Regions from separate parts of the Mus musculus genome. Here all the other regions are linked to region 3. Evidence: chromatin contacts called from public Hi-C and Micro-C data. All regions are on one chromosome and are shown on one strand. The core of a region is the stretch at or near the end of the contact, and the rest is flanking DNA. Distances in the headings are between cores, read along the strand shown.

Region 1 (4,561 bases), core at 1,071-3,570, 600 kb before region 3:
TACTGGCTGAGCCAGCTTGCCATCCCTACTATACTCTTTTCTTCTTGTTGCTATTGTTATTATTAAAAATAGATTTTATACAATATATTCTGATTATAGTTCCCCCTCCCCAACTCTTCTCAGATATTCAACCCACCCAAATACATACCCTTTTTTCTCTCTCTCATTAGAAAACAAACAAGCATCTAAAATAATAAGATAAAGTAAAAACAAACCAGAATATGAGAAAACAGATAAATAGGGAAAAAAGAGCCAAAGAAAAATCTTAAGAAACATGTACATTAGAAAAAGATCTTTTTGAGATAGAATCTCACTATGTAGCCCAAGATGACCTTGAACTTGCTATGTAGCCTAGTCTGTCCTCAAATGCATGGTCCGTCCCCCTGTCTCAGCTTCCCATGGGGTAGGATTACAGGTATGTACCCCTAGGTCTAACTACTGTAGCTGATGTGTGCTCATCTGGAGCATTACCCCAGAGTTCATAGTACGCATTTCTCAAACACTAATAAAGGTGATTGTGAACTTGGTGTGGTGGCTTGTGTCTGTAAGCCCAGCACTCAGGAGGCTATAGTTTGAGACTACCTCAAAAACAAACACAAGACAGCACATAAATGCCGGGCATGGTGGCGCACGCCTTTAATCCCAGCACTTGGGAGGCAGAGGCAGGTGGATTTCTGAGTTCGAGGCCAGCCTGGTCTACAGAGTGAGTTCCAGGACAGCCAGGGGAACCCTGTCTCGAAAAACCAAAAACCAACCAACCAAACAAAAAAACAGCACATAAGAAAAATACAACAACAACAACAACAACAAAAACATCACAAAACAGAAACCCAAACCAACAAAAGATGATTTTGTGAAGAGTATGAAAATATCTGTTATATTTCCATTAATTCTAGTGCTAGTGACTTTCTCAGTACTATTTCAAAATATTTGGAACTTTTCAGATTTACAGGGTATCATTTCTGACCTCGGGAAGTAACTGTGTAGTGGGGATTCAAGGCATAGGAGGGGCAGTGATCAGGAAAGACCCCAGGAATAAGACGATGTTTTCCAAATCATATTATCACCAGTACAGAAGATTTTCTTACCCACTTGTTTTGAGATGCGGTCTTGCTATGTCGCCAGGATGGTCTGGAATGCCTGGATTAAAGTGGTTTTCCTGCTGCAGGCCCCCAGTAGTTTTCCTTTTTCTCATTTGTAAAGAACCAATGAACTGAAATCATTAAATTTTTGTTTGAACAGTAATGTATTACCTTTGTTGAAAAGGGTATTTCCATAGAGTCAGGACTCTTCCCTAGAATACCAGAAAAGGAGGTCAGACTTAGGGAGGGAGTGCAACTTCAGCTACACTGAAGGCTGGACATGAGTGTAGGACGGGGTCCTGGGGGAGACGAACGCTTGTGTGGCGGGGGTGATGGATAGGGCAGATGAAAAAGTCCAGGGAGTCTAGGCCACTTAAAGTTCCTGGGCAGAGGACAGCATGAAGAAACTGAAGATCCAGCAGGAGTTTCCTGCCTGCCCCTGGGCCTGCTGTCTTCCCTTAACTCTGTCCCATTCCTAAGAGCTAAGGACCTGGAGAAGCTTAGTCTATCAGCCTGGCCCTGTCTGTAAGACCTGGTTGGACCTTGCATCCACATAGGCACTAAAAAAGCCCAGTCCACGCCCCGTCTCTGGTTTCTGTGACATTTTGGCATATTCCACCTCACGAAGCCAGTTAACACCTGGCAGTGTTTGTGAAAGCAAGGATGCGATGTTGTGATGTGTTTCTGCCCCTGCGGCCCTGTGAGGACATGGGACTGCTGTTGGTCCTCCACCTCCCCATTCCGCAAGGCCACAGGTGGAGAGATGCACTTCTGGAATGCATGGGTTGCAACTGGCATCCTGTCTGTGGCCAAATCTGGTTCCTCTATCACTACCGGAAACCCTGTGGCTGTGCCTGGCCTTGGCCTTCTTCCCCAGTTCGGCTCCTGATCTTAATGAGGAAAGTGAGGCCAGTTCTGAACCCGGGTCCTGAAAGTGGGGGGAGTGGAGCTCCTCACTGAACGTCTCTCAAGCCAGGCTTTTCATTCACTCAAATTTGTCTTCCTGAGGTGGGGGTCACCACCTACGGTGCAGCCACTGGCCGTGGCCCTACAGGCACCAGCCACAGAGAGGGTTGCAAGCTGGGTCTCAGGCACAGGAAGCAGTTCACAAGGCAGCAGTCTTGGTGCGCATGCGCACGACCGCACTGCTCCGTCGCGCTCCCTAGCGGCCATCTCTCGGTGCTGTCGTGCTGGCACAGCGCATGCGCAGACGTGGAACCTCGCGGTGCTTCCTGAGTCTACACTGAGTCTCGAGTGGGCGGTGACTGGGCAGCCGGTCCCAAGATCTTTTCGAGGCTCAAAGTCCCCTCAACTCCTTCGTGTCCGAGTCCGAGCTCTGTCTTGTATCCGAGATCTAGTGGGACGTGAGGTAGTTGCACGCCATTACCTCAGCGCCAGCCGCCTTGCAGCTCCGGAGACCAAGCGGTGAGGCTAAAGAGGCCGATGCACCTGGCCCTTCCAAGCAGTCCCCCTCACCCTCCAGCCAGAGGACGTCTAGGAGCCTGAAGCCAGCCGAGTTACCCAGGGGACAAGGCTGTGTCCTGAAGGCCGGTGTTGCTGAGGCTCTGCCCTTCGGAAGCTGTGGAACTGACAACTTTGAAGCCCTGAGAGGATCTGCAAAATTCTGATTTAGGACCCAGGAGGCCTTGAACTTGCTCAGAGTTATATGCTGTGGACAGTACATCCTAGAGAATTTGGTGCTTGCTGTTTTTAGAGGGCTATTTTCTCCTGGGCCAGCCCCCAGCTAAAACAGGAAGTGAGGATTTTAAGAGATGATCCTAGGAGCTTGAAATTTAAGCTGACCTCCTCTGTCATTAGCCACAAAGCTTTAGCCTAAAGTGGTGGCGCATGTCTTTAATCCCAGCACTTGAGAGGCAGGTGGATCTTTGTGAGTTCTGGCCAGCCTGGTCTACAGATCGGGTTTGTACTGGCTAGTTTTGTGTCAACTTGAGTTGACACAGTCTGGAGTCTGGTGTGGTAGTCTTGGTTCTATAAGAAAGCAGGCTGAGGGCTGGTGAGATGGCTCAGTGGGTAAGAGCACCCGACTGCTCTTCCGAAGGTCAGGAGTTCAAATCCCAGCAACCACATGGTGGCTCACAACCATCCGTAACAGGATCTGACGCCCTCTTCTGTAGTGTCTGAAGACAGCTACAGTGTACTTACATATAATGAATAAATAAATCTTTGAAAAAAAAAAAAGCCAGGGGAAGCAAGCCAGTAATGAACATCCCTCCATGGCCTCTGCATCAGCTCCTGCTTTCTGACCTGCTTGACTCCCAGTCCTGACTTCCTTTGGTGATGAACAGCAGTGTGGAAGAGTAAGCCGAATAAACCCTTTCGTGGCCATGAGGTTTGTGCAGAAATAGAAACCCTGACTAAGACAGGGTTCCAGGACAGAGAAGCTCTTATCTCAAAAAACCAAAACAAATCAAAAGACAATGAAGCTCTGCTATTTTCCTCCACTTCAGTATGAGGGGAATCACCGCTCCTCCTGCCCCCAGTGAGATGGAAATGGCAGCTATAGGATACTATAATATATATATATATATATATACAGGGGCAATACTGTGGATACCGTAATATGATGTATATATACAGGGGTAATACTGTGGATACCGTAATATAATATACAGGGGTAATACTGTGGATACCATAATATGATATATATACAGGGGTAATACTGTGGTTACATTGGAATTCTTTGAGCTGTTCCCCAAATCATCAATTTTAGGATCTGAAAGGACATAAGAGATTCTGTAGTAGTTTCCTCAAGAAGCCAGCACTGGCTGTGGTAGCCCATGCCTTTAGTAGTAGAATTAAAGAAAGAGAAGGCAGAATCAGGCTGAGTTTTGTGAATTTGAGGTCAGCCTAGTATATATAGCGAGTTCCAAGACAGCTGGACTACATAGAGACCCTGTTTCAAAATAAGTAGGTAAACCAAAAACAAATCAAACAGTCATCGCCTTGGAATGTAGGCAGAGCACTTGATTACCATGTGTGAGGCACCCTCTCCTTCAGACATCCTCATCAGGAAATAAAATTAATTCGATTCTGTTTGGAACAAGCCCTGTGACAGGGATCTGAATTCAGAGCAGTGTGTGTCAGGGTCCACCAGGGTCAGGGTTAGCTCACCGAGCTCTAGGAGGCAGAGACTTCAAGTGTGGCTTCCCGGGCAGGTCTGTGGAGAACAAAAGAGCCACATTACATGGCAGCGCTCACCAAAGGACTTTTGCTTTTCTTTTTATTTACTCCTGGGACTTGTCTAGGGGCAGCTACAGGACATCTGCATGAAGCCCCACGTGGGTTGGCATTTCCCCTGATGGCTTGAATAGGCCATCTTTAGGTTAAAAGAGTAAGTTTGGGAATCTGAAAAAGTATCTTGGATTTCTGTTTGGTTTTCCTAGTGTAAGAGAGCTTTTGGAATTGAAGTGCTTCTGTCTGGAGCCATCTTTCCCCACCTCCTCATTCCCGAGATCCTT
Region 2 (4,302 bases), core at 1,779-4,278, 720 kb before region 3:
TCCCTCCGGGTCCTGAGAAGTGGCCCTGGCAGACTTTTGTCTGTCTTGTGTCCAATTTGCCCTCTAGCCCCTCACTCACACTCACACTAAGCAAAGAGGGCTAAAGAAGAAATGACTACAAGTACCCTTTTGCAGCTGAGTTTTTCAGAAACAAAAGCTTTGCGGAAAGAGGTTTCCACTATTGTTTAAAATGAGGTTTTGGGATGTCTGTGGCATCCAGTTATTCATGCTGGCTCCACCCACGGATAATTGAGAGTTGGCTTTTGTTGGACATATCCTTTCTCCCTGCCCCCACCCACAGGCCAGCCTCATCTTAGGACTCAGCTATCTCACCTTGCCTGACCCTAAGTTTTACAGATGAGGAAACTGAGGCCTGGACAGGGGAAGAGTCAGGCCAAGCAACACTCAAATGCTGATGGTTGTGCCAAGATTTGAACCCAAGACACAAAAAAAGGGTTTCTTGGCCAAGAGCTTTCCCCCATATGCCCTACACACAAATTGTGTCCTGGATCCAGCAAGTCCCTTAACGGCCAGTGACCCCCAAAGCAGCAGTGCCTGGAAGTGGGGTGACTCATTGTCTGGCTTCCCACCCACCCCCAATCTAGGAGGGAGGGCTGGCAGGTGTCCCCGCATAGAGAGCCAAGAGCCAGATTGCCCCAGGGGGCCTGGGCTAGGGTCACTCTGAGGCTGGAGAGACCCAGCTGGAGGGATTTAACACCAAAGGTCAGGGGTCACAGACAGGGAAGGACAGGCAGGCATAGGGGGTCAGGGGGTCAGCACTAATGGTAGCTCCGGAAAGAAGGGGGAGGGGGGAAAGGCTAAAGACACAGGGCTACTTCCAAGGGTTCCCCACCCCACAAAACCACAGCCTGGCACTGCCTCCTGCTTGACTGATGGCAGACAGGGACATATTACACTGGGACTGGATCCTGAAATGAGCTAGACGGCAGTTCAGCAAAGGGTGTCTTAGGAGACCCCTCCCCCAGTGCAAGCCAGGGCCAGCTGAGAGGCCCAGCCTGAGCCCAGAGGGAAGAAAAGAGAGAGAGGGCTCTGAGGTCACTAGAGAGGGATGTGTGGGCTGGGGCTGGGACAGCTGTGGTACTGTGCCACCAGAGCAGGGCCTGGGGAGAGCTGGGCACACTGAAGGGGACAGTTTTACATTCCCTGAGCCTAGGGGCTTCAGAAAGCTAGCTAAGATAGCAGTTGTCTCCCTAGCCATGGCTCAACCCCACCTTCCTTCCTGGGTGCCAGGACAACAGGGAGACAGCCGTGCAGGGTGCCTGCCACCGAAGCCCAAGACGCAGGCCCTAGCCCTGGCCAGACCCATGGGAGCTCAAGTCTTGGTAGGGCCACTGGCTAGCCTGACTGCCCCCTTGGTGTCAAGCATTCCCTCTAGAGCCAAGATCTTGGGCCCTGATGGCTGGGGGCCCAGGGCTCCTCCCAGCATCCCTTCCAGCTTCCCAGGCCCCAGGGCAGGGCTGGGCAACTCCCTGCAACCAGTGCTTCCCCGCCACCCTCTGGCTGGGCTGGGCGGGCCCTCCTGGGTAGGCAGACAGGCAGCATGCTGCCCTGCTGTGGCCTGAGTATCCCACTGGGTAGGGCAGTGTGCCAAGGCGTCCAGGTGCCAGCCTGGATTCCAGCCCCATCCTAGGGGGCCTGCGGGGAGGTGCAAGCATCATCCTGGTAGGAGGGGGATGCACCTGCCTCGTCACCTCTTTTCCAGACCCATCCTGAGGATGCAATCACTCACCCTCTCCATCCAGCCAGGTCCCTCACCTGCTTCCATCCACCCTTCAGGAGTGGACCAAAGGCTACACAATATTCCAACTCCTAGTGCTGAATCAAGGGACGCCCCCCTCTCTGCCTCCCCCAAGGCTTGTTAAGGGTAGTGAGAGCAGGACTTTACCCAGAAAGGGAGGGTACCTTCCAAATAACCCGAGCTCACCGGTGAGCAAAGGTGGCTGCCAGATGCCCCATACAACTTCATGCCCAGGCTTCGGGTGGCCCCCTCTCACCTCGCAGAGCACCCCTACTGAAGACGCCCAACTTCCCCAGTGAAGTTTGCGCCCGCCCCGGGCCGGGCCACAGTTCAGCTCGGCCCCCAAACAGAAGGAGGGAAGGAAAGAGAAAAAAGACGGTGAAATCGAAGGACCCAGCCAGGGAGCCGGCGAGAAAGGGAGAGCGCAAAACCAACGAGCGCAGGGGCCTCAGCGAGGGCTCACAATGGCCCGGAGCAAGGCGCGGACGCGGGAGGGGGAGGCGACCCTCTGGTTACGCTGCCCCGCGCACCAGGCAAGTCCCTGGCCCAGCCCGCGTCCTCCCGGCGCGACGCCCGGGGGCTTCCTACCTCGGCTGCCGGGCTGACTGGCTCCGGCTGCGGGTTCCGGCGGTCCTGGGGCAGCGGGGAGCGGGCGAGGGGGAGGGCCGGGGCGGGCGGGGGCCGGGGCGCGAGGCTTACGGGGCACGGGCTCCCCTGGCGCCGCGCGGCACCCGGCCGCTCCGCCACATCTGCAGCTCGGGGCAGGGAAGGTGGCCGCGGCGGCCGGGCTGTGCGGGGATGTCTTTGCAAGGGAGGGAGGAGAGGAGAGGAGGGAGGGGGTGGGAGGAGGGACTGGCGGCCTTGGAGGAGGGCGAAGAGGAGGGGCGCGGGGGGCGGCCTCCCTCCCTCCCTCCCTCGCGGCTCGCTCGCTCGCTCCCGCCCTCCCTACAAACCCCTCTCACTACTGCGGCCCCAGGCCCGGAGCGCCAGCTGCCAGACGGAGCGTGCGCGGGGGGTGGAGGGTGGGGGTGGGGGGAGGCTGGGCCCGGGGAGGGGAGGAGAGCGGACGGCCGCAGGAGCGGGCACCGGAGGGAAGGGGGAGCGAAGGAGGGAGCCCCGCCACGGCAGAGACGCGCGTCCTCCTCGACTCCCCCCCCCCCCATCCCCGCCTGCCGCGGTCCCGCCCCCAGCCCGAGGGCAGCGCTAGGACAAGGCCTGGGGGGCGGGGGGCAGGGCGAGATATCCCGCCCCTGGGGGAAGCCTGGGAGAGGGGCGGGCGAACCGGCCAGGAGGAAAAGCCCCAAGGACCGGGAAGATGGAGGCGGCCGCAGCGGGCGAGGGGCGGGGACCCTCGCCTCCCCCTGCGGGGTCACCTTGGCCAGGGCCCCCGCGGCCCTTGGCTGCCGCGGAGGTGATAGAAATGCCTCTTGGAAGGCCCTGATTTCCCCGCCCAGTCCAGATCCAGGACCGCGCAGGCAAAGGCCTTTCAATTCCGACAGGTTCGAGGCCACGCTTCTCTCTTCCAGCTTTGCCTTGTCTTCAGCCTCAGTTGCCCTCCTGGTGAAATAAGCACAAGGCCTGGCACAACCAATCCAGGATTCCGTTATCTTGGTGACATCCGCCTGGACAACCTGGGTCCCCTAATCTGAGCGCCGCCGGGGTCATCGCACTTGGCGTCAGTAAGTTCAATGAGTTGGTCACTGAAAAGTGGATGTAAGTCAGTAACGCTTGCACACCGCAGCCAAGCTGTTTCCCACCTTTTCCTGGGAAGCTCAGACTTGGCGTTCTTTAGTGTTTTCTTTGGGCGAGTCTTGAGTCCACGCCTAATATCTTTTTACCTGTCTGGTGACAAATCTCAGTTCAAAAAGACAGCCCTCCTGATCCGAAGTTGGACTTGAACTCAGGAAACGAAAAGGCACTTCAAAGTCAGCATCACCAGTAGGTGAAGTACTGACTCCGGGTTGGAAATCTGTTATTCGGGCATTTGATGCCTCGGTCTGCGCCAGAGCCACATCAAGACATGAATCTTGATCATGGGGCATCCCCATTCCCAGGCACTGCTCTTGGCACACGCTCCTGGTCTGGTGCGAAGGTAGGCACATAATTGGTGCTCCTGATGTGGTGATCAAATGGATACGTAGTCAGTGCTCTTAACTGATTATGTAGTCATGATGGGTGCTTCGGTTTGAACGAAGACACATATTAGATTCTTATGATCTTTTAATACATGAAAGGGATTTAGGAAGAGGTCGGTTCACCAGGAGTAAGGCGGGGATAATGCCCCCCCACCCCCATTTCCCCTGTGTGGATAATGTCGCAGTGCTGCCGGGTTAAATATTAGCTGGCAGATGGACCCGGAGAAGGCCAGCTCTGGGACCTAAAGCTTGCTTCCAGGAAGAGGCTGTTAAAGGGCCGCCGAACATCACTAGAGTCTGAGGCGAGGGACTGCAAAGCGCCCTCTCCCGGCATCTTGAATCTGCAATTTAGTTATTCTGTTATTCTGTTAACCCAGCCCTAGTGCAGTATCTCACCTAAGCTGACTA
Region 3 (4,532 bases), core at 1,611-4,110:
TGATAAAGGTGAAAATGGAAAAATCTTGCAAATCATGGACTTTTTTAGCTTTTGTGTCTGTGTAAGTGTTTATGTATGTACATGGAAGGATATTTAAATGTTTTTTGTTTCAGAAATAGGCTTGTGTTTATGCTTATGTCAGTGTTACTTAATACATTAACAAACAATATAATCATATATTAATAGAGAAAATTCCTCCATTTATAGTAAAAGCTCAGCAGAATGAGAGTGTTTTGCTATTACAATGTTTTGGGCATCTCAAGGGAAATACAGTGTCATAGGAAGTAGATTTGGATTAATTTAAACTGCATATATTAGGTAGCCAGGAAAAAGTTCAAAAAGGAAACATAATTGATAATGGGGAAAGGAGAAAATGATTTATATATTCAGTTAATACAAACGAGACAAAGATGGTGGTAGAAAATAGACAATAATAAACTGTGCTACAAATATCAGGAAGTGGTGTGAAAAGTGTCAACAAGTAATGTTTGTTTTGATTTAGACACATTTCATGGTAGCTCAGGATGTCCTCAAACTATGGAATTGAGGCTGACCTTGAGCTCTTAGTTTTTCTATCTCCACCTCTGTCTGGAACGCTTCAGTCAGCAGAGGGCATGCATCACTACCATGTACTTGGTGCTAGGTACCACAAAAGCTCAAGCTTTCATGTTTATTTCTTAGTCCACTTGTTGGGCTTGGTAGTTAACGACTACAAGAGGTGAGGGGAATGTTGACTCCACCCATCTCAGGGCTAACCTCTTCTCTGGTTAGATACTAAAGTGTTACTCTAGGCTTAGGTTCTGGACACTGGAATTGGCTCATCTTTTTGTAATAACTGAAACAGGGTTCAAAGTACAGAACCTTACATCTCTATCAGAAGATTCTTAGTTCAAATGAGACATCTATGAAAAAAAATGGCAAGCACAAAACAAGAGAAAGATGATCATGAGTTGTATCAAGATGAGATGAACATGCCTTTGCTGTAGGATTACATACCACTCTTCTTCAGTATTTTGAAGTGGTCTAGGTCTGTAGGGAAGTTTGTTCTCATTTTTTCATCTGTCAGTGAAGCATTTGGGTTTTTTACCCTGGGGTCTTTAGTGATCATTCCCAGACAATTTAGATAATAATGGATAGCTTGTCCTTGTGAGAATGTTACTGACTTTCTACTTGCATTTTTCCTTTACCCAGAGTTTTTACTTTGTAGTTAGATGGCTAGAGTGTGTCAGACTCTTCTCCCAGTGACAGAGCACTTGCATTGATAGGCCAAACCCTAATGAATCTTTATTCTTGAAAAACTTGGGATGGGTCCATTAAACAAAAAAAGTTAGCATGCAGTAGCTGTGTTCCATTGGCATTATCAACATATTTAATAGGAAACACGGGCCTGTATGCTGCCACTGAGCCCCAGAATGAACACAACTGCTTTAATTGTTTCGTTAGATTCTGTTGTTGGCAGTTGAAACTATCCTGACATTCTGTCAAATCCCACTACTCTTCACCTCAAATGTTTTAATAACCATGCAGCCAATCCCTGAGTAACCTGACATTAGCATAACAGATTATGTTGGCACTGGGTGGGGTGGCCTCATCTCTAATCCCAGCACTTGGGTGGCAGAAGCAAATGGATGTGTTCGATGTTGGAGGCCAGGCTGGTCTACAGAGCAAGTTCTGAGCAGCCAAGGGCATAGAGTAAGACTCCATCTCTAACGAAAGAGACAAGAGACCTGGGGTTTATTTGGAATTTTCAAGGTACTAATCTTGTTTGTTGACCCCCAAACTCTTTCTCATAATCTGGCGAATCTTTTCACTTAACATCTTATAATAGTTTAAATTGCCCTCTGTATTATCAAAGAGAGGCACTATGGGCTCTTTGCAGCTGAGGAAAGCAAAGTTAAAAGGTGTCCAGATGTGGGTTTGGATCTAGCTACTAAGGGGTACTGAGGCAAGACCTTAATTGCAGGTCTACTGGGGCTATACAGTGATTTCAGAGTTAGCTTGGGTCAACCTCATTTCAAAATAAAGTTTAAAACAAGGATAGGGGTCTGAGCTCAGTGGTAGAAAGTCTACTATGCGTGAAACCGTAGTTTCACCCTCAGTACCAAAGGGGGGAAAATTGGCACGATCATCTAATTAGTGACAGTTCTAGAAAGAGCTCGACTTTATGATTTTGAATCTTCAATTCGCTGCTCAATGTTGGTTACAAGAACATTTGCCACTAGGGCAGGTCCAGACATCCTGCGAAGGAAATCCGCGGTCTATTCCCGCTCGATGTCCGCTATGGGCCCCAATCATTTGGTTGGACTACACCTGTCGGGTACAATGGTTCATGTCCCTAGAATACTTCGGGAACGGACACGAGCAACAAGGCTAACCTGACCTGAATTTGTGATTGCACAAAGATAACCTCTTACACACCGTAGCCCCACAATCCATCTGAGACTGGGCTTGGGCCCAAGCTAAGCCTGGATCTCGGGGCCTCTCATTCACCTCACCCCCTCCTACCGAAAGCTCCGGCCCCCCCAGCGTCTGTGTGTTCCCGCCATCCGTGATCGACTCCAGAGTGGTCCGGTCTCTGCTTTCGGAATCACCGTGTCCCTCAGGGACCATTCTACTGCTCCGACTGAACATATCAACAGGCGGGGCACTCACCACCGAGACCCAGCCAGAGGAACCGGAAACGGCTGCTTGTAGAAGCTCAGGAATAGCCTCTCAGTTGCCAGGTGCGATTCAGGTCCTCGGGAAGCTGCTCAATTGGTCCATTAAGGAGGGACCGCCGCCTCGGGAGTACGCTGGCCAATCAGGATGCAGGATGGATGGGGGGGGTCGCTTCCGGCGGTTTCCCTGCAGCTACTGCGTGGGGAGCATGGGAGCGTGGGAGTGTTGTGGTGGCCTCCGCCTCCTTTGTCGCGTCTCGGCTGGGCGTGGCTTCACGCTGCTTCTGCCGGGTTGGGCGAGGTTGTCGGTACTCCGGGGCTGGTGAGTGTGGCTGTTTCAGAGCTGTTTTGGAGAAAGAAGCCGTCAGCTCAGATTCTCAAAGGAGCTTGAGGGCGAAGTGGAAAGGCCTGGCAGCGGAGTTGGAGACTCTCCACTCGAAGTGTTGTCCAAACGTGGGGACTTAAGGAGCCCTTCCTTTCCCCAGATGGCGTCCACGCTCCCCACATCGGATGAGCAGGTGAATTGTGTCGCTATTTTCCTACAGGTGTCCTGACCTGGCGGCAGTTAGACGCGCAGGTCCTGAGGCGCCTCCTCAGATAGCCCTTTGACCAAGCTGTCTTACGTTTCTTGGCTTACCGACTTCCTCATTTCAGAATCATCAGGTGGAGGAGAGCCCTAGCAGGGGTCTATAACAATTTCTCAAAGTTATCTTGCTGAAATGCGTCTCCAAATGGCAGATTCCTGGGCTTCACACCTGTTGAATAATGATAATTAAAACCCAGGTGAATTTTACACCAAAAGCTCTATGGGTTTACAGGAACAGTAAACTTAGGAGAGAACTAGAGCTTTAGGTGGTGGTGGTCGTGATGTGTGTGTGTGTGTGTGTAGCTGAGCAATCACTGATGAAAAAGAAACACAAACTAGCAAAGAATGATGTTAGGAAACTCCTAAAAACTATTTCTCAGGATTCTTACTGGGCTGGCCAGTGTCGTCCCCCCCCCCTTCCCCTCCCTTCTTAGAGAATCCGAAATAATTTCTCTCCCCAAGAATTGTTCACTTATCTTTTCAGGAAAGACTACGTTCTCACGGTGTACTTCTTGATTCTCACACCACTGTTTGAAAATTTATGTTTATGCTCTCTCCCCCACCCTATTCAAGCCATAGAGTTCCCCCAGGGAGGAATATTTTACACCAAGCCTTTTCGCCTTAGAATGCGGAGGGGTTTAGCTCTTTTCAGCCTTCCAGGACACTCAACTGACCTGCTAGCTTTTTATACTAACAACAGTGCTTCTGTTTCAGAGACCACTGCTATTTGAAGATCTGGATGTGTATTTTTCTCAAGAGGAATGTGTGAGTCTGCACCCTGCTCAGAAGACCCTCAGCAGAGAAGCCCCATTGAAGAGTTTTGAGAATTTGGACTCGATAGGTAAGACAGTTGTTTCTCCTGCATTATGGAACTTTCATCAGTTCTAGGATGAACATTGTATGCCTTGTCCACACTGGTGGTGGATTGAGACCTATCTGTGACACACACACACACACACATATTGTGTATTATGTATACGTATCTATCTATCTATCTATCTATCAAAATCACATGTATATGTGGATTTCTATAGCTATAGCAAGAACTTGTAGGAGAGAACAAGTGTCAGAGTCAGATAATGTTTTCCCTTGTGTGAGCATGAGGGCCAGTGCACATGCATTAGTGTGCAGGCCAGTGGTGATGTCAGGTGACTTTCTCATTTGTTCTCCACTCTACTTACTGAAGTCTAGTTAGCTAGCTTGCCTTGGGATCCCCTGTCTCCATATCCTGAGTGCCAGGATAACAAGGTGGGCCACAACATCTACCTGGCTTTTTCTGGGTGTTGGGG

What was found. A called contact is a pair of places that touch in the nucleus more often than the background predicts.
Region 1: a Hi-C map of regulatory T cells shows a contact between it and region 3, with 3 times the contacts expected there. The contact joins the enhancer-like site here to the promoter of Zfp597 in region 3. A contact is called at or near these places in 1 of 484 Hi-C or Micro-C datasets (regulatory T cells) and 1 of 115 datasets of contacts at active chromatin or transcription factors (embryonic stem cells).
Region 2: a contact with region 3 is called in a Micro-C map of embryonic stem cells, with 5 times the contacts expected there. The contact joins the promoter of D330022H12Rik here to the promoter of Zfp597 in region 3. A contact is called at or near these places in 1 of 484 Hi-C or Micro-C datasets (embryonic stem cells) and 1 of 115 datasets of contacts at active chromatin or transcription factors (pancreatic cancer cells).

The regions. Positions count from the first base shown.
Region 1 is chr16:4,472,945-4,477,505 of GRCm38.p6, reverse strand. It overlaps a transcript of Srl not described here. Among named protein-coding and RNA genes, the nearest start is that of Srl, 48 kb to the left of the region's middle. Within about 2 kb of position 2,320, at least 299 of the 459 cell types and tissues checked have an H3K27ac peak or open chromatin away from gene starts, as enhancers often do. A contact at or near this core is called in embryonic stem cells and regulatory T cells, where this site is marked.
Region 2 is chr16:4,592,981-4,597,282 of GRCm38.p6, reverse strand. D330022H12Rik (a long non-coding RNA gene) reads left to right here and starts at 3,028. Exons shown (of 2, transcript XR_875867.3): 1 at 3,028-3,851. It overlaps Glis2 (GLIS family zinc finger 2), which reads right to left and starts at 2,570. Exons shown (of 7, transcript NM_031184.3): 1 at 2,348-2,570.
Region 3 is chr16:3,870,702-3,875,233 of GRCm38.p6, reverse strand. Zfp597 (zinc finger protein 597) reads left to right here and starts at 2,860. Exons shown (of 3, transcript NM_001033159.2): 1 at 2,860-3,175; 2 at 3,958-4,084. The coding sequence starts at 3,143. It also overlaps a transcript of Zfp174 not described here and a transcript of Naa60 not described here.